Regions from separate parts of the Sus scrofa genome. Here region 2 is linked to region 1. The links are chromatin contacts, called in public Hi-C maps. All regions are on one chromosome and are shown on one strand. Each heading gives the region's core, a stretch centred on a gene start, on an enhancer-like site or on the middle of the called end of the contact. The rest is flanking DNA. Distances are from core to core; before and after follow the strand shown.

What was found. A called contact is a pair of places that touch in the nucleus more often than the background predicts.
Region 2: a contact with region 1 is called in a Hi-C map of skeletal muscle, with 2.8 times the contacts expected there. The contact joins two enhancer-like sites. A contact is called at or near these places in 6 of 47 Hi-C or Micro-C datasets (embryonic fibroblasts, epiblast stem cells, fetal heart ventricle and 3 more).

The regions. Positions count from the first base shown.
Region 1 is chr13:23,328,002-23,333,880 of Sscrofa11.1, forward strand. It overlaps EXOG (nuclease EXOG, mitochondrial), which reads left to right. Exons shown (of 11, transcript XR_001300113.2): 11 at 2,065-2,536. Among named protein-coding and RNA genes, the nearest start is that of EXOG, 52 kb to the left of the region's middle. Within about 2 kb of position 1,805, at least 6 of the 83 cell types and tissues checked have an H3K27ac peak or open chromatin away from gene starts, as enhancers often do. A contact at or near this core is called in skeletal muscle, where this site is marked.
Region 2 is chr13:23,434,396-23,440,211 of Sscrofa11.1, forward strand. No RefSeq gene overlaps it. Among named protein-coding and RNA genes, the nearest start is that of SCN5A, 13 kb to the left of the region's middle. Within about 2 kb of position 4,111, at least 11 of the 83 cell types and tissues checked have an H3K27ac peak or open chromatin away from gene starts, as enhancers often do. A contact at or near this core is called in skeletal muscle, where this site is marked.

The DNA.
Region 1 (5,879 bases), core at 555-3,054:
GAGTGCTTTGTGTGGAGCAGTGGCATGAGCCAACTTGCCTTTTAATAGACCCCTCTGGCTGCTGTGTTCAGAATGGTCTGGGTGAAGAACCAGCCAGGAGGCCTTTGTAAGAATCCAGGCAAGAGGCGATGGCAGTCAGAGCAGCGTGGTGATGGTGGAGCTGCTGAGAAGTGGTCGGACTTGGGGTGTATTTTGAAGGCAGAGCCAATAGGATTTCCTGCTGGGTTGGATGTGGGGTGTGTGAGAGGAGGAGGCAGGGACAACGCCAGAGTGTTTGGCCTGAGCAGCAGAAGCTCCAGCCAGGCACCCCCGTGAAAACTGTTGACCAGTTTTACCTGTCCCCTGGGGCCTGTGGCTGAAGTCAAGACAGAGGCAGGAGGGAGGGGCCCGGCCGTGCTCCTGGCTCTGGGGCTCAGGGAATGGGCTGCACGTACTGGTTATTCCATTACCCTTTATTTATTGGCTTTATTGGCTTTTGTCATTTCCTCATTGTCTCCTGTCTGGAGAGAAGACTATAAACGTGATGGATTGATACAGGATACAGGAGGCCCAATTACCTCTGTTGAGCCGGCCTCTCCTCTCGGCCAAGCCCTCCCTGTCCCCTGTCCTCGCGGCACCTCCCACAGCCTTGCAAGGAGAAACAGCCTGGTCCCTGGTCGTCCAGGAAGAGGGAGTGCAGCCCAAGATGGTGAGTGGCAGGCAGATGGTCCCCAGGAGACACATCTCCAATGGCAAAACTGGAGACCTGCTTGGGCCCACAGAGGCCTGGCACAAAGGACTGTGGGGCCAGAGGACAGGACGTACCGCTGGCTGATCAGCCCACATCCGGGGAGGGGGCTCTGTTTGGACTCGCACGCCTTTCTGGAATCTGAGCCATCCCGTCTCTACACAATGGCTGGGGCGATGGGGCTTTTCTCTCCGGCAGCAGGTGCCTGGCAGCCGCCCGTGGATGCCAGCCCCGTGAGCTGGCATGGGAGGAAGTGCTTGTCAGGGTGGCCATTATACGTGCTGGGCTTGGGCTGGCCTGGCCTTCGCCCTTGCCGTGCAGGCTGACTTGGGACACCCGTAGGAGAGCAGTGCCTCTGGGATCCCCCCAGACAGAGCTTGGCAGCTCTCAGGCTTAGAGTGTCATTTCTGAACCAGTCCCTTGGCCCCCACCTCTGGCCTGTCTGGCCTGCTTCTTCCCTGGGAACGTCCTGAGGCCCTGGTCCAGGGCAATTGAACGGGAAGCCTGAGGTTCCTTCTTGGGATTTCAGGCCTCTCCTTGTGGTCTTGTCCTGCCCCCTCCCTGACACGACCCTGGTTGCTGTGCCTTGAGTGTGCCTGTGTGTGAATCTGCACATGACTCTCCACGTGGGTGAGGATCTCATGTAGGTGACTTCCTACCAGAATGAAGAGTGGAAAGTGGGGCTGTAGGTGAGAAAAGGGGTCGGGGATCACCGGGGGCAGAAAGGCAGGAAGGATTCAGATGCAGGTTCCGGGTGAACCCAGCAGATGGTGAATGGCTGGGTTTAGGGGGTGTCTCCTGTGCTAGCATGGCTGGGCTCCTATCTGTGCCAGGCACTGGGGCAGGGCTAGAGAGTGGCCTGGCCCTCCCTAGCCCTCAGCACGCTGGACGGTGAGCTCTGAGCCTTGGAGCGTCATGCAGACTGGGGCAGGAGACATGGTTGTGTGGCTTTCCCAGCTGATCTGCGGCCGCCTTTGGCATCTCCCAGCTCTCGGCTGCTGCCTGCTCTGTCTCCGCCCGCAGGAGTGAGTGCCTGTACTGTCTCCCTGCCCCTCCCAGCCTCCGGGCACTGAGTCTCGTGGTCGTCAGAGCTGAGGCGGAAGAGCGGCTGGCACGGGGCAGGGAGCTTGCCAGGGCCGTGGCCCCGGGGTGAGAGCTGACGTCTGTCCAGGAGCATCTCCCTGCCAAGGGCTGAGATCCCAGACCGCATGCCTTCCCTGTGACACAGGAGTGGCATCCGTCCCTCACGGAGCCTGGAGCCCAGCATTACCCTGGAGCGGCTGGGTGACAGCTGCGGCGGCATGGTGACCACAAGGCCCACTCTTCCCTCCCTCTAGATGAGCCTGTCACCTCCGAGGCCGCCTCAGGAATCCAGGAATGACCCTCACAAGGGGCCCTAGACCCTAGACTCCAAGTTTTGGCTTCAAGAACAGTGAGGAAGCCACTGCACTGGCCCAGACTGAGCTGTAGTACCTGGAGTTGTCAGAGGGGAGGCCTGGCCCCCTCACTGCTTAAGGTGGGTGCCCTACTGTCCCCCCACTTCACACACTCCATAGAATTGAGCCAGTGCCATGTGCCAGCTGCTGAGTGAGGGCCTGGCTGCAGTGCTGAGTAAACTGGACTTGGACGCTGTCCTCATGTTTTTTTTTTTTTTTTTTTTTAACGATTATTTTATATTGGCGTATTCATTAATAATGTTAGTTTCAGGTGTATGGCAAAGTGATTCAGCTATACGTACACGTATATCTCTTCCAGATTCTTTCCCATATAGGTTATTACACAGTATTGAGATTTCCCTGTTGATTTTTTTTTTTTTTTTCATTTTTGGCCGCCCTGTGGCATATGGAATTTCTAGGCCATGGATAAAATCCAAGCTGCAGTCACAACCTAAGCTGCAATTATGGCAAAGCTGGATCCTTAACCCACTGTGCCAGGCCAGGGATCGAACCTGTGTCCCAGTGCTCCCAAGATGTGGGCAATCCCGTTGTGCACAGCGGGAACTCCATAATTATCTATTTTATATATAATAGTGTGTATATGTTAATAACATTTTCCTAATTTATCTCTCCTTCTCACCTTTTCCCTTGGACAACCATAAATTTTTATGTCTATGAGTCTGTTTTGTAAATAGGTTCATTTGTATCACTTATCAGATTTCACGTATAAGTGATCTCATGATATTTGTCTTTGTCTGACTTAGTACGATAATCTCTAGGTTCATCCGTGTGGATATAAATGCCATTATTATTTTAAGTTTTACTGAAGTACAGTTGATTTACAAGGTTGTGATAATTTCTGCTGTACAACAAAGTGATTCAGTTATGCATGTACACACATCCATTCTCTTTCAGATTCTTTTCCCACATAGATTATCACAGAATATTGGGTAGAGTTCTCTGTGCTGTTCAGGAGGTCCCCATTGGCCAATCATTCTATATACCTCAGTGTGCATATGCCAGTCCCAAACTCCCAGTCCACCCCCTCCCCCACCTGTCCCCTTTGGTAACCATAAATCTTTCAAAGTCTGAGAGTCTGTTTCTGTTCTGCAAATAAGTTCATTTGTATCCTTTTGTTTTTGGAAGATTCGCATATAAGTGATATCATATGATGTTTGCCTTTCACTGACTAACTTCACTTAGTATGATAATCTCTAGGGCCATCCATGTGGCTGGAAATGGCATTATTTCATACTTTTTATGGCTTAGTAATATTCCACTGTATATATGTACCACATCTTCTTTATCCATTCCTCTGTTGATGGACATTTAGGTTTGCTTCCATGTCTTGGCTGTTGTAAATAGTGCTTCAGTGAACATTGGAGTGCATGTATATTTTCAAATTATGATTTTCTCTGGATATATGCATAGGAATGAGATCGCTGGTCCATATGGTAGTTGTATTTTAGTTTTTTGAGGTACCTCTGTACCTTCAGTGACTGCACCAGTTTACATTCCCACCAACAGTGTAGGAAGGTTCGCTTTTCTCCACACCCTCTTCAGCATCTACTGTTTGTAGATGTTTTGATGATGATCATTATGACTGATGTGAGGTGATAACCTCACTATGATTTTTTTAAATTTATGTTTCTTTAATAATTAGTGATGTTGAACATCTTTTCATGCGCTTTTTGGCCATCTTTCTTCTTTGGAGAAATGTCTGTTTAGATCTTCTGACCATTTAAAAATTTTATATATATAAAGCTGTATGAGATGTTTATATATTTTGGAGATCAATCCCTTTGTTGGTCACTACGTTTGCAAATATTTTCTCCCACTCTGTGGGTTGACTTTGCATCTTGTTTGTGGTTTCCTTTGCTGTGCAAACATTTTTAATTAGGTCCCATTTGTTCACTTCTGTTTCTGTTCTCATTACTCTGGGTGGAGGGTCCAAAGAGATATGGCTGTGATTTATGTCAGAGTGTTCTACCTATGTTTCCCTTTAAGAATTTTAGAGTATCTGGTCTTATGTTTAGATCTTTAATCCATTTTGAATTTATTTTTGTGTATGGTGTTCTAATTTCATTCTTTTACATGTAGCTGTCCAATTTTCCAAGCATCACGTATTGAACAGGCTGTTCTTTTCTCTATTGTCATAGATTTATTGATGATAGTTGCGTGGGTTTATTTCTGGGCTTTCTGTGCTATTCCACTGACCTGTATTTCTTGGTTTTGTGCCAGGACCATACTGTTTTAATGACTAGTAGCTTTGTGGTACAGTCTGAAGTTGGGGCGCCTGATTCCTCCAGTTCCATTTTCCTTTCTCAAGATTGCTTTGGCTATTCAGGGTCTTTTGTGTTTACATATAGATTTGAACATTTTTTTTTTTTTTTTAGTTCTGTGAAAAATGACATTGGTAGTTTGATAGGGATTGCATTGAATCTGTAGACTGCCTTGGATAGTATAGTCATTTGACAATGTTGATTCATCCAATCTATGAGCATGGTATATCTTTCTGTTTATGTCATCTTTGATTTCCTTCATCAGTGTCTTCTACTTTTCAGAGTACATGTCTTTTGCCTCCTTAGGTAGGTTTATTTCTAGGTATTTAATCTCTTTGACATGATGATAAATGGGATTGTTTCCTTAATTTATTTTTCTGATCTTTTGTTTTTAGTGTATTGGAATGCAACAGATTTCTGTGTATTAATTTTGTAACCTGCAACTTTACTGAATTTATTGATGAGCTATGTAGTTTTCTGGTACCATCTTTTATACATATATGTGTATATATAAAAATATATATATATATTTTTTTTTAATGGTTAACATCTTTAGGATTTTTCTATGTATATTATCATGTTGTCTGCAACAGTGATAGTTTCACTTCTTTTCCAATTTGGATTGCTTTTATACCTTTCTTCTTTACTGCTGTGGCCAGAACTCCCAAAATTATGTTGAATAGAAGTGGCAAGACTGGACATCCTTGTCTTGATCTTAGAGGAAATGCTTTCAACTTTTCACTATTGAGAATGATGTTAGCTGTGGCCATGTTTGGCCTTTATTATGTTGAGGTAGGTTCCCTCTAGGCTCACTTTATGGAGAAGTTTTCTCATAAATTAGTGTTGAATTTTGTCAAAAGTTTTTCTGCATTTACTGATAGGATCATATGGTTTTTATTCTTCAGTTTCTTGATGTGCTGTATCACATTGATTGATTTCTGAATACTGAAGAATCTTTGCGTCCCTGGTACAAAACCCACTTTACCATGGTGTATGATCCTTTTAATGTATTGGTGGATTTGGTTTGCTGATATTTTATCGTGGATTTTCACGTCTTTTTTACTCAGTGATCTTGGCCTGTAATCTTTTCTTGTGGTATCTTTGTCTGGTTTTGGTACCAGGGTGTCGGTGGCCTCATAGAATGAGTTTAAAAGTGTTCCTTTCTCTGCAATTTTTTGGAAGCGTTTCAGAAGGATAGGTGTTAACTCTGTTTAGAGAAATGTTTGGTAGAGTTTACCTGTGAAGCCATCTGGTCCTGGACTTTTTGTTGTTGGGAGTTTTTTACTCACAGTTCCATTTCAGTACTTGTGACTGGTCTGTTCATATTTTCTATTTCTTCCTGGTTGAGTCTTGGAAGATTGTACCTAAGAATTTGTCCATTTTTTATAGGTTGTCCATTTTATTGGCATATAGTTCTTGTAGCAGTCTCTTATG
Region 2 (5,816 bases), core at 2,861-5,360, 110 kb after region 1:
GCACACCGCACGGACACACACACCTACAGTGTCCACTCCAGGCTCTCCCTACAGCCCTCCCTTGACCCCACTCCCCAGCTCCCCTCTATCTCTTTCCTCCCTCTTAAACCATCAAACTCTTTGAAAGAGCTGTCTACACATGCTATCTCCACGTCCTCACCTCCTGCTCACTTCTCAACCCACTCCAAACTGGATTCCATTCTCACCAATTCATTCATTCATTCATTCACTCATTCATCCATCAACAATTCATCTGCACCCAGCACCACATTCTGTGGGTGCCAAGAGGGAAATTTCTGTTGTCACCAGCGCCGTCATTGCTCATTTTTAAATTATGCATTTTTTTTTAATCTATCTAAGAAAGTCTCAGAACATATCTTCTAGACTCTCAATAGAAGCAGGAGACTCCCAGGACATGCACCCTCCTTGCTTTCTGTGACACCTCCCACTCCTCGCTGTCCTCCCACCTCTCTGACTGCTCCTTGCCAGCCTCCTTGGCAGACTTCTCCGGCCTTGATATTGGAGTGCCTCAGGGTTCTGGACTCAGCCCTCTTCTCAGCATGAGAACCACCTGGGTGCTTTCAAAAATACTGATACCAAGGCCTCAACCCAGAGTCAAATCAATTAGAATTTCTGGGGATGGAGCCTGGGCATAGGTTTGTTTTGTTTAAACCACTTTCTTAGACTCCCCTGGTGATGTAGCAGGCGAAGGATCTGGTGTTGCTGCAGCAGTGTGGGTTCAACTCCGGCCCTGGAACTTCCTCATGTCGTGGGTGTAGCCCCAAAACAAACAAAACAAAAAGAAATAAACCCCTTTCTAAGTGATGCTAATCCTCCAGGGCAGAGAACCACAGGTCTGCATTCTTACTAGGCAATCTAATTCACTGTCATGGCTCCAAGGACAAGCTTCTACAGATAATTCCAAGTTTTTACCTCTAGTCCAGCCCTCCTTTCTGAACCCGGGACCCTTCCCTCCAACTGACTGCTGGATGGTGACATCTCCCTGGAAGTACTACAGGTTCAGATCAAGCCCCCGAAAAATCCATCACCTTCTCCTTGTTCTGCATCAGGTTTGCCAACCCAAACTCCATGTGCCCATCCCCCTTCTCATGGTGTTAGGCTATAGCAGTAAACCTCAGTGAGCAAGTGAAGTTGGGGGTGGGAGAGTGGCATATTCCTTAACAGGGAAGGAAGCTGGTTCTATCACCTGTGGTTACCTTCTGGTTCCTCTCCTTCAAATTAAAAAATTTTGCTGGCATCCAAGGTCTGCCCTGGAGAGGTGGTATAGTGCAAGGTAGATATACTGACACCTGGGGTCCCGCTACTTAGTAGATGTGTAACACTGAGCAAGTTACTTAACCTCCCTGGGCCTTCAGTTTCACTGTCTGCAAACTGGTCATTATTATGGTCTCTGCCTCCAGGGTTGATGCAAGGATTCAGTGAGATGAGTCTTATAAAGTGCTTAGTGCCATGCCTGGCTGGCAGAAAGCACTCAGTGAATGTTAGCTATTTTTAGTACCATTACTGAGGATAAATTCCCAATTCCTGAGCGGAGCTCACAAGGGCCCCCATGACTGTGACCTTGATGTTAGCTTATACTCTTCTTTCTCATACCATAGGACCCAGCAAGTCACTGAACAATTATACTGTTTCACATCGTGGTGCTTTTGTACATGCTTGTCCTGATGGCTGGACTGCATGGTCTCTATCTAGAAAACTCCTACTCATCCTTCAAAACCCAGGTGGAAAGTTATTTTTGTTAGATAGATACCCTTGACTCTCCTGGCCAAAGGCAATCACTCCTCTTTTGGGTGGGCTATGGGGACACACTACTGTCATTGCATGCTCTTCTAATAACCTTCCCAAGGGTGAGCAGGAACCAGCCTCCCATGAACAGAACAGAGACTGCCATTTACCACTGGCCCAGGTTGCCCTCAGGCCTCCCTTCTCCTTGGGTTTCCTGAGCACCAGCCTCCTGTGCTCCCCAACTCCCAGCTGCCTCTGGTAATTCTCACCACTCCTCCAAGCTCCATCTTCATGCTGAGTGAGTCGATCCTGGAAACTTTCCAGAAGAACTTCACACACGGAGTTGGGGCCAAGCACCCCAAAAGCATGGCAGCTGCCCATGCCACACTGGCTGCCACTGGTATGTGGCACCCCCGGGTCAGTTCCCATTCTGCTCAGATTCTCTTTGGTCAGTCCTAGGTTAGTTTGGCTCTCAGAAAGTAGACATCAAAGCATCTTTACCCTGATGGGGCCTCCAGTCCACTGACTCTTTAAGTGACCTTGGATAAGTCCTTGACCTGCTCTCAGCCTCAGTTTCTTGCCCTGCACAATGTAGTGGTGATGAGAGGATTAGATTAAAACTTTACTGAGGTTCACTTCAGCACGAAGCTGGCCATTCCAGCATAAAATCTGTGTTCTGCACTCTGGCTGTACTCAGTCCGTCCCCTCCTCTCATGCTCCTGTGACTGCAGCAGGGCTTGAGCTATTAGCTTGTGCCACCCTCTTTCCACCTTCCAGCTCCACTGCCGCCCACTCACATGCACCTGCCCAAGTCGAATGGGGAGGGGGGGAGTTGAGGGCAGCAGCAGGGGCCTGGGCCTCCCCTGCTCAGGGTCCCTCTGGATCTGATGGGATGGTGGGAATCAGGAGAGGGCGGACATGCTGCAGCATGGTGGGGTCATGGGAGGTCTAGGCTCCCTGCAGAAGTGCCTGGGGTCTCAGCAGGATGGGAGGACGGGAGGAGACAGCTGGGGGAACGGAATACCATCCCGGAACCTCAAGAGAAGACTGATCCCACCAGCCCTGCTGGTCTCAAAGCACTAAGGAGAGGAGATGACTCCTGCTACAGCCTCCGCCATGGCTTCTTGCCTCGGCTGTGCGCTGGCCTCCAACAGGTGTTTGCAAGGCAGGCCTAAGGCCAGGGGCCTTGTCCCCAGGATTTCCTCCACCACCAGCACTCTCGATACTTCCAGTCCCCACAAGGCCAGGCACCTCCACTTCCTCCCAGGGTGCCATCAGATGATCGAATAACAAGGAGGCCAAAAGCCGGCCTATGTCAGTCAGGGCACTTGGATTGGCCCCAGTCAGAGCTAGGAGGGCAAAGAACTCTCCTCATACCAGGGCACAGAAATCTCCTCTGTGGAGAACACATGGAGCTCTCTCTGCCTGCAAGCCTCACAGAGATCAGATGTGTCCCCTTTAAGGTGTTAGAGGGCACAGAGATCTCTTCATGATCAGAGCGCACAGAGATAGGACACACCGTATAAATCTCCCCCTTCGGGGCCCACAGAGATCTGTCCCCTGTCAGGACCAGCAGAGATCTCACCCCAGAGAGGGCACCTCCAGCAGACCCGGTCCAGAAAAAGGGAGTGCATGGCCCCTCCCTCCATTCCCGCCCCACTCCCCCGCTCTCTGGAACCACACTCGCTGCGCGCCTAGTCGCTGCTCTGACCTTGGGGTCTCCGGCCTCAGGAATCCAGGTTCCAATCTCAGACCCTCCCGGAGCCTGTACCAGGGTCGGCAGAGAAGCCGGGGCCACAGCTCCCCCTCCCCCGGCCCTCGACAGCGCACTGGGAAACCCGAAAGGAAAGGGAAGGGGAGGGGGCTCGCGGCGATTAGAGACGCCCCCCTCCTGGGGATCCCCTCCAGCCAGGCTGCTCTGCGCCCCTTCTTCGCCCCTTCCCACTCTCGGGGCAGCGATGGGGAGGGAGTCTGCCGGTGGACCCAGGGCAGGGGAGGGGGCGCGCAGGGCTTGAAGGGTTGGACCCTCAAGGAGGAAAGTTGGGCGGCAGCGGGCTAAGGGGGTTCCGGCCGGGCCGGGGCTGCCAGGAGTGGGGGTGCTTGCTCACCTGCTGGTCCCCCTGCCCGGGCCCCGAGATGGGCGGCTGCGGCTGCGGCTCGGACTCGGCTTGGTGCGGGGCTCAGGGTACTGGGCTCGGGCTCAGCGGCCCCGGGGGCGCGATCCCCGCATCCCACGGGCGCTGCCGCCGTCTCGGCTCCGCTGCTCGGCTCCGGCTCCGGGGCTCGGCGGGCGGCGCGGGCTCGGGCTGGGGGCGGGGTCGGGGGCGGGCCCCGCCTGGGCTCGGCCTGGGGCTTGGGGCCCCGGGCTGGCTCCGCCCCAGAGCAACGAGCCTGGGGCTCCACACGTGGCGCTCCGCCCGCTCTGAGGGTGAACCCTGGGCACCCGCCGCTGGAGCACACACCCAGGTGCTGACCCGGGGACGCCCCGCCACAGACAGCTGCCCACGCGGACGTGGACAGACGCGTGCAGACATGGCACACGCGGGGGTACACACACAGCGACCCAGCGACGCTTCTCCAGTTAGCCACCTACGCGGACATGAACAGGCACACAGCTTGGCACACGCAGAGTACACACGCACACATCCTCACTAACTTGGGGACCCTACCCTAGCCACCCACCCCCAAGGAAAGGGACATACACTGACACTCGAAGACACCCTCTGTCACCGACACACAGACACCCACACGGACACATGCAGACATCATTGACACACACAGACATTGAGGCAGATATACTCTGACAAACTCAGGGACACCTGGATGACTCAGACACACATCCACTGACACACTGACACAGAGACACACACACACACACAGAACCAGGCTTCTAGACAAATACACAGCCAGCCAGCAGAGAAGTCTGCACAATGGTAGACACCTATACTGACACATAAACACAGACTGACACAGGCACTGACAGAAACACACACCCAGACAGAAACAACCAACACATCAGACACAACCAACAAACCCAGAGACACCCACACCGAAACCCACTCACTTCACCCTGTTGAACTAAGACAACCTACACCTTGACACACATGAGGCACTCACATGCTGACACAGATAAGACTGTCTCACGCAAAGACCAGACACTGACAAGCACAGTCACTCACATACACAGGCTGACCCACAGGGAGACATACCCAGGAACACACATCCTTGTTGAAAAGTAACAGGCCACCAGCTTTTTGCTCACAGACCAGTAGCATCATTGGATGGGACAGGCTAACGTCCAGAACCATCACAAAAGCACACGTACCAGTACACATGCACACACACAGTCTTTACGTTCTTTCCCAGCAGGCTTCTCATCTCTCCCGATGCATATTCAAGGCTCCTAGAGGTAAGGATTGCTCTTGGAGGGCAAGATGGGTGCTGAGGTCTAAGAGGGACCCAGGTGCTGTGTTTGGGGACCCAGAGGCTGAAACCAGCCCCTCCATTATTGGGATTTTGGAGAAGTCACGGTGTGTGTGTGTGGGGGGGGGTCATCCTCCATTTGGGATCTGGGTGTGGGGTTCCAGAGATCACTGGGTGCCTCACATATATACTGAGGAGGTACCCATGCCTGCAGGAGAAGCTGGGTCAACCCAGCTTCCCAGAGTAGGGGAATCAGTAAGAGAACCGGTCTACAGGGAAGTTCAGGCAAAGGACGCTTTCTGGCCCTGGGTCTGATAGGATGGCTGGCTGCCAGACAGATGAACTGAAGGTAGTCCTGCTGCCTCCTCCTAGCCCCCAGATGGGACTCAGGTTGGCTAGCATCTCCCACTAGCGGCCATAGCCGGAAGTGCAGGCAATGTCAATTTTTTTCAGCCAGTTGTGGGACCACCTGAGCCTCTGCCTCTTAGGTGAGAGGAGAGGGCAGGAGAATCTGGGTCCTCCCTGAGGTCTTCCACCAGGCTTCTGGACCCTGAATGAAGATTCAAACTTGCAGACGGACACCGGGCCAAGAAGGAGACTGAGCCAGAATGAAGGTTGCTGGGGGTGAGCTAGAGAGGTCCCCTGCT